2 separate regions of the Rattus norvegicus genome follow, and region 2 is linked to region 1. The links are chromatin contacts, called in public Hi-C maps. All regions are on one chromosome and are shown on one strand. Each heading gives the region's core, a stretch centred on a gene start, on an enhancer-like site or on the middle of the called end of the contact. The rest is flanking DNA. Distances are from core to core; before and after follow the strand shown. Region 1 holds the start of Cfl1 (cofilin 1). Region 2 holds the start of Pcnx3 (pecanex 3).

Region 1 (3,021 bases), core at 33-2,532:
TCCGTGTCATCCAAGAGTACTAAGAGTCCTTAAAAAAAAAAAAAAAGACTAATAGGTCAACCGTAGTGTCCCAAATCGTCTAAAACTTTCTGCTTTGTATGGCCCTGGGGGACGACCCAATCAGAAATCTACAACCAACCCTCCCCACCACCACCATGGAACTGCAGAGGAAGCTATGCACGTGATTCACCCGCTTCCGGAGTAGGCGGAGAAAGATTGGGCTAGGTTCAGGGCCTCCCCAAGAGACACTGTCTCCCGGAGGCAGCCAGGCGGCGAGACTTCAGTTGTCTCAACGCCTAGTAATCGCCTTTAGGAATAGGCGTGAGCCCAGTCAGTTTGAGAGGTAGCTTGGGCCAGTCAGTCCACACAACAGTTTTCCATGCCCTCAGGCTAAGCATAAAAGCTGGGTGGCTTCCGGGCGGTACCCGCCTCGGTCACTTCCCTAAACGCGGCTCCACCCTCGGCTCCATCCGGCACAGCAGCAAAAGGCCTTAGCTCGTGTAGAGCTGCGGCCGGGATGGCAGGGCCCAAGCATGTGCGCACGCGCTGTTCTAGCTCTAACCGAAGTACACTGAATAGAGAAGAGGGTGTGTAATCGTTCTTTCTAGAAAGGGGGAGATAGCCTGTAAACCCGTGTTGAAAGGAGTCTCAGGAGCCGGCTACTCAATCAGGTTCCCTGATGCCTCAGCATCTCGGAGAGCCACGCCGCCCCCGCCCCTCCCAGACGGCGGAATCCCTGCCACCTGCTGTGGAGACCAACCTATCCGCAGAGGGATGATGTGGGGAAGGAACAGCCTTAGGGTGGGGCGCGCGCAGACACCTCGCGCGCTTTTCTCTAGTGGCCCCAGGGCAGGGTTTGGATGCCGCGTGCTCTGGTCCAGCGCGCGCCATCGAGAACCAGAGAGCGTTGCCCGAGGCTCCGCACACTGGACCCCTCCCCCACGGCCAGTGTTCGCGCTGGCGCAAAAGCAGAATGGGGGAAGGGAAAGGAGCCAGGGGGCGCACGAGCGACGTCCGAATCGGCCCTTCCCAGCGCCCACAGGCGCGCACGCGCAGCCTGCCCTTCAATGAGACCCTTAATCTCGCTCGGGGTGCTGGGGGATGGGATACTAAGAACGCTTCTCTGCCGCCCCCACCCCACCCGGCGCGCAAGCGACGGATCACGAAACCGCTTCCCTTAGGCGCAGTGGCCTAGTGCTCACCATGTTTCCGGAAACGAAAGGGAGACAGAAAAGAGCTACAGAAGAACAGAGCCGCCGCAGCTGCTGCCGGGATCCGACTGAACGCGGCCTCTCCCGGCCCCTTCCGTTTAGTAGGAGCCGCACAATGAGGGGCGGGGCGGCCTTCCGGCGCTCGCCGCGCGGGCCGACGGGAAGTGAAGTCCGAGGACTTTGCACCGAAATAGAACTAGCTGCTACCCAGTTCCGCAGAGCTTGAGGCGCAGAGTAGGCGGAGGCCGAGAGGCGTGGGCTGTTGCACGGAGAATGAACCCATTGGTGCAATGGACCAGAGCACGCTCTAAGCCAAGAGGCCTATCGCTTGATAAAAATGACCTGAAAATAATTCTCTACTTGAACCTTTATCTCAGAAGTGGTGTTTTTTTTGTTCTTTATGGTTCCTAAAAACCAAGATTTTTCTTTTCTGAATCATCGGCTTGGGATCTTCTCCCAAAGAAAAGAGAATCGCAAGTATAACGGTGTCTTTAAGCCCATAGAAATGCTTCCGTGGAGTGAAATTTCAACAAATAGGATTTTTTAAAACGGGAAATGCTACAATATAGTTTGAGAACTTCGGCTTTTTTAAAAGACATTTGGCAAATTCTTAAGTCAATGGGTAATTCGTAGGGAAAGGGTGAAGAATTGTGCATTAAAGACTTTATATTTCATTTACTAGGATACAAGAAAAGGAATACTTCAACTTAGTTCCCGAGTTGATAGATTTATGATTATTTTAACACAAAGACTCTCTATGAAAGCAAGAGTTTAAAATAAACTGGGGTGGGAAATCCAGCAAGATTTCTCTGACCTCAAACAATGACCATGGAGTCACACTCTGCAGAAAAAGAGGGCAAGGTCACAAACAAGTCAGAGGCAGACGAAATAGGGGCCTTGACTTCCCCAAGCGGAATAAAGGGTGTAAATGAGGAGCTACCCCAGGAGCAAGGCAACACGCAGAGGATGCCGGGGGTTGTAGTCAGGGGCTTTCTGCTGCACGAAGGGTCTAAGCTGCAGGAGCTCCAAGTGGAGGCCAAAGCTTGACCCCCTCCTATCCCAAGTGCCGAGGCTAAAGAGAAGACGAGCTCCGCCTTAAACGAGACTCGCAGTTTCCCAGAGCAACGGGGGGAGGGGCTACGCAGTTACCCTGGAGACGCGCTTCTTCCGCCCCCGGCCGCGGGATGCCCTAGATGTCCTTATTAGGGCATGAGCCTCCAGAGGGCGTGCCCAGCCCAAGCGCCAGCTGCAGGCTCCTTATAAGGCTGCTTGAGGGAGGAGGCGGGTGCGGAAAGCTAGATTGAGACGAGGGTCTGCGAATTGGGCGCCCAGCGACTTCCGGCATGACAGCTGAAGACCGTGCGTTGTTCCAAACCCTAAAGGGACCACTGTGCTCTATTGAGCCTTGTGTCCCTCAGTCTGAGTCATCCTTCCCTCAGCAAGGTTCCCATCTTTATCCTCCCTGAGGCTCCTTCACCTTTAATGAGCCACAAAAGCAAAGTGTCTACCAGCTTTCCCGGAATCCAGCCTTGAGCCCATGTTCGAACTCCCCACCTGCCAGGACACACCTTTTATTTCTCCTTGCCCTTGCGATACACATCCTCGTCATTCACCTAGCCTGAGACTTCTGTGCCCATCCCCGACTTCGCACATTTCGAGATCTTACTGCCACTCCTGCCTTACCTTTATTTCATCCCTTGCACCCCATCATAGATGTCTCTCTCACAAATGTTCTTGGGCTTGTGTCCGTCCTTCTCCCCCCACTTTTCTCAAGCCTTTTTCTAGCCTCTTCTACGATAGTGAGCCTGAA
Region 2 (2,993 bases), core at 431-2,930, 180 kb before region 1:
TTCTTCCTCCTCCCTTTGTACTTTGGCCCCGGGGGCGGGAGGCAGAGGTGGAGGGTGGAGTTTCACTTTTTTCCGCTCTTCTCCCTCCTGCAGGAAACAGCATCAGATGACGCGAGCGGGTTGCACCGCTCCCCTCCCGGAGGCTCCCGGCAGCTGTGCCCGGGAGTTCCCGGGGAGGTTGGCCAAGAGAGGTAGAAGGCGGGCAAGGTAGGTCCTCCTGCCTCTCCAGCCCCCAAACACACCATCACAACTCTAAGAAAAGCCTTACGTTAGGAGCTCCGCTGCTCAGGGTCGAAGTGGATCTCTGCAAAGACAGATAAGAATCCTTGTGTCTGAATCCTCAGCAAAATCACCCTTGCGATTGCGCCCAAACCCAAATCTGGTCTTGGCTACGAAGTTGCAGAACTCTTTAAGCTTCGTTCTTTTCATATATGAAATAACAAGATACCCTGCTTTTCAATGCTAGAGGGGGAGGTGAATAGGGAAGTTTGGAACTTCAGACTTGGCTTACACCTTAAGCTCTTGGAACCATTTAAAATTATCTTCCTTTCACCTGAGAGGCAATCCATTTTTTCGTGTCCTTTCCCCAAGAGGCAAAAACCTGACACTGTTGTTCAGAACTTTGCCTGGGATTCGATTCAGAGTTGAAGGGCCTTCAACAACTTCGTTAGTTTATCACTTGTGTCGGTCACTTTAAGCATGCCGATATCATCCTGTTCGACTACTCAAGTCTGATTAGGATCCTTCTCTCCATCGTCTAAGCTCTGACCCGGAAGTAGAGGCGTAAGCCAAGCGACGACTTGACTTACGGTCAACCAGTAGGAGGGCGGCCCAAGTTAGAGGTGTGACCCGGTAACGCAAACTGGAAGTAGCCTTGAGGAGTTCCAGCCTCCTACTTTTCTCCGCCTCCTGTAACGCATTGGAAAAGCTTTGCGCCAATCATTAAGTCGTTACCCAATGGCGACTCATCCGGGCATGCGCATGAGCCAAATCCCGTCCCTTTTTTTTTTTTTTTTTTGGACTCTCTAGAATTTGACTGCGCGCGCCTAAGACATCTCCGCATCCCGTCTTTTCGCTACTTCTCTGCGCTTGCGCACTTTTGCCACCAGGTTTTCCTTTTCCGGGTCCCAACAGGTTCTAACGGGCGCATGCGCCAGTGCAGGCTGGCAGCTCGCGGCTCCTTCTTCCGGCCTCCCCTTTGCGCCGGCACCGGTAGAAGCGGGGCGAACGCAGAACCCCAAGCTTTTGACCTGCGACCCCGGAAGTGGACCTCAGGGTCCCAAGGCTTTCTCCGGTCCGGAGCCAAGGGACCTATCACTGGCACTCCGAGAGCACCTATTCCACGCCCACCTCTGGATGCCGCCGACGGGTGCCCAGCCCGTGCCCTGCGCCTGCCTTCAGGCTTGGCCCCTTACAACAGTTCTGGGCCACCGGAGGGGGCCCAGGCCCCGCCTCTGATGCCAGTCCCACCTCTGTATTCCGGCCTGATCGGCTGACTGCCTGGGCCGGCCCCGCCCCCTGCCTGTGCCCTCACCCTGCCAATCCCCTCCCCCGTTGGGGGAGGCCATGGCGTGAAATCTAAGTCGGACCCCGGGACCCTCGGGCGCCAGCGGGGCATGGGCCGGGGGCCGCCCCCATGAGGGTCCCGGGAGGAGGGCGTGCGCAGCAGCGGCTGGGCCATGGGGTCTCAGGTGTTGCAGATCCTGCGCCAGGGTGTGTGGGCCTCGCTCACTGGCGGTTGGTTTTTCGATCCGCATCAGAGCACCTTCTCCAACTGCTTCCATCTCTATGTCTGGATCTTCTTGCTCATCTTTCCCTTCTTGCTGTACATGGTGAGAGGCTGCCACCACCTGTAACTACTGGGAGAGGGAGGGCAGTCTGGAGGGATGGGAGGAAGTGAGAAGAATCACTGTAGAGTTTGGTTTTATGTAGGGGGAAGACCAAGTCTTTCCTACATGGAGTGACCTTGAGCGCCTCATTTAATCTATTCGGTTAAACAGGACTGCTCCTAACAGGGGTCTTTGTACTGTTGCATGCAGGAGTGATGAAGTTTTGTAAACTGATGAATACCTAGTACTTTACAGTGATGGCAGGTACACTCTCAAGGGATCAAGGTTTTTCTGAGAAAGGGTTCAATTTAACTGTCATCTCCAGGTCCTGCCCCCCAGCCTGATGGTGGCTGGAGTGTACTGCCTGGTGGTAGCTGTCATCTTTGCTACCATCAAGACTGTGAACTATCGCCTGCATGCCATGTTCGACCAGGGCGAGATTGTGGAGAAACGCAACTCTACCATGGGGGAGCAGGAAGAAGAGGCTGCCCAGGGGGAGAGCAGTCTTCCCAGGTGACTAGGTGTTTCAGGGATTGTTTCTCTGTGTTTGTGGTTGTGTCTATGTCTTGGAAGATAGAGAAGGCTGAGGGAACACTGGCTCTAAGTACTTCCTGTAGTCAGGGTCAGAGCAGTAAAAGGGAGCTTTGAGGAGGAAGGAGTGTTAAGGTGAGAAGAAACAGTAAAGAGAGGTTAGCTGAGAGCCTCTGCTTAGCTCTTCTTTCTGTTTGCAGAGACCCTGGTGTAGAGATGACAGTGTTCCGGAAAGTGAGTTCCACACCCCCTGTACGCTGCAGTTCCCAGCATTCTGTTTTTGGCTTCAACCAGGTTTCAGTGAGTAGGCCCCAACCACAGGCTTCTGTCTCTGCTGTCCTGGGAGTCTGTCCCTGTTGTGGGCCTGTTCCAAGCCTGCTTCTTGCTCTGTTTGTTCATTTGTACTCTCTCCGTCTTACCAGGAATTGCTGCCCCGGATGGAGGATTCTGGGCCCCTCAGAGGTAGGTGGCTATATTCTGGGCTGGTTGGTGGTGGTGTCACAGGACCCCTGGGTCATTGTGACAACTCTGGTGATATGGTTATAGACATCAAGGAGCTGGTACGGGAGCAGGGCAGCAACAACGTGATTGTGACCTCTGCCGATCGGGAGATGCTGAAGCTCAGCTCTCAGG

What was found. Hi-C and Micro-C count contacts between places; a contact is called where the count stands out from the background.
Region 2: a contact with region 1 is called in a Hi-C map of liver, with 2.2 times the contacts expected there. The contact joins the promoter of Pcnx3 here to the promoter of Cfl1 in region 1. A contact is called at or near these places in 2 of 12 Hi-C or Micro-C datasets (frontal cortex and liver).

What each region holds. Positions count from the first base shown.
Region 1 is chr1:212,225,385-212,228,405 of GRCr8, reverse strand. Cfl1 (cofilin 1) reads right to left here and starts at 1,282. Exons shown (of 4, transcript NM_017147.3): 1 at 1,203-1,282. The coding sequence starts at 1,205.
Region 2 is chr1:212,401,654-212,404,646 of GRCr8, reverse strand. Pcnx3 (pecanex 3) reads left to right here and starts at 1,680. Exons shown (of 35, transcript XM_219515.11): 1 at 1,680-1,832; 2 at 2,155-2,342; 3 at 2,561-2,660; 4 at 2,783-2,822; 5 at 2,907-2,993. The coding sequence starts at 1,680.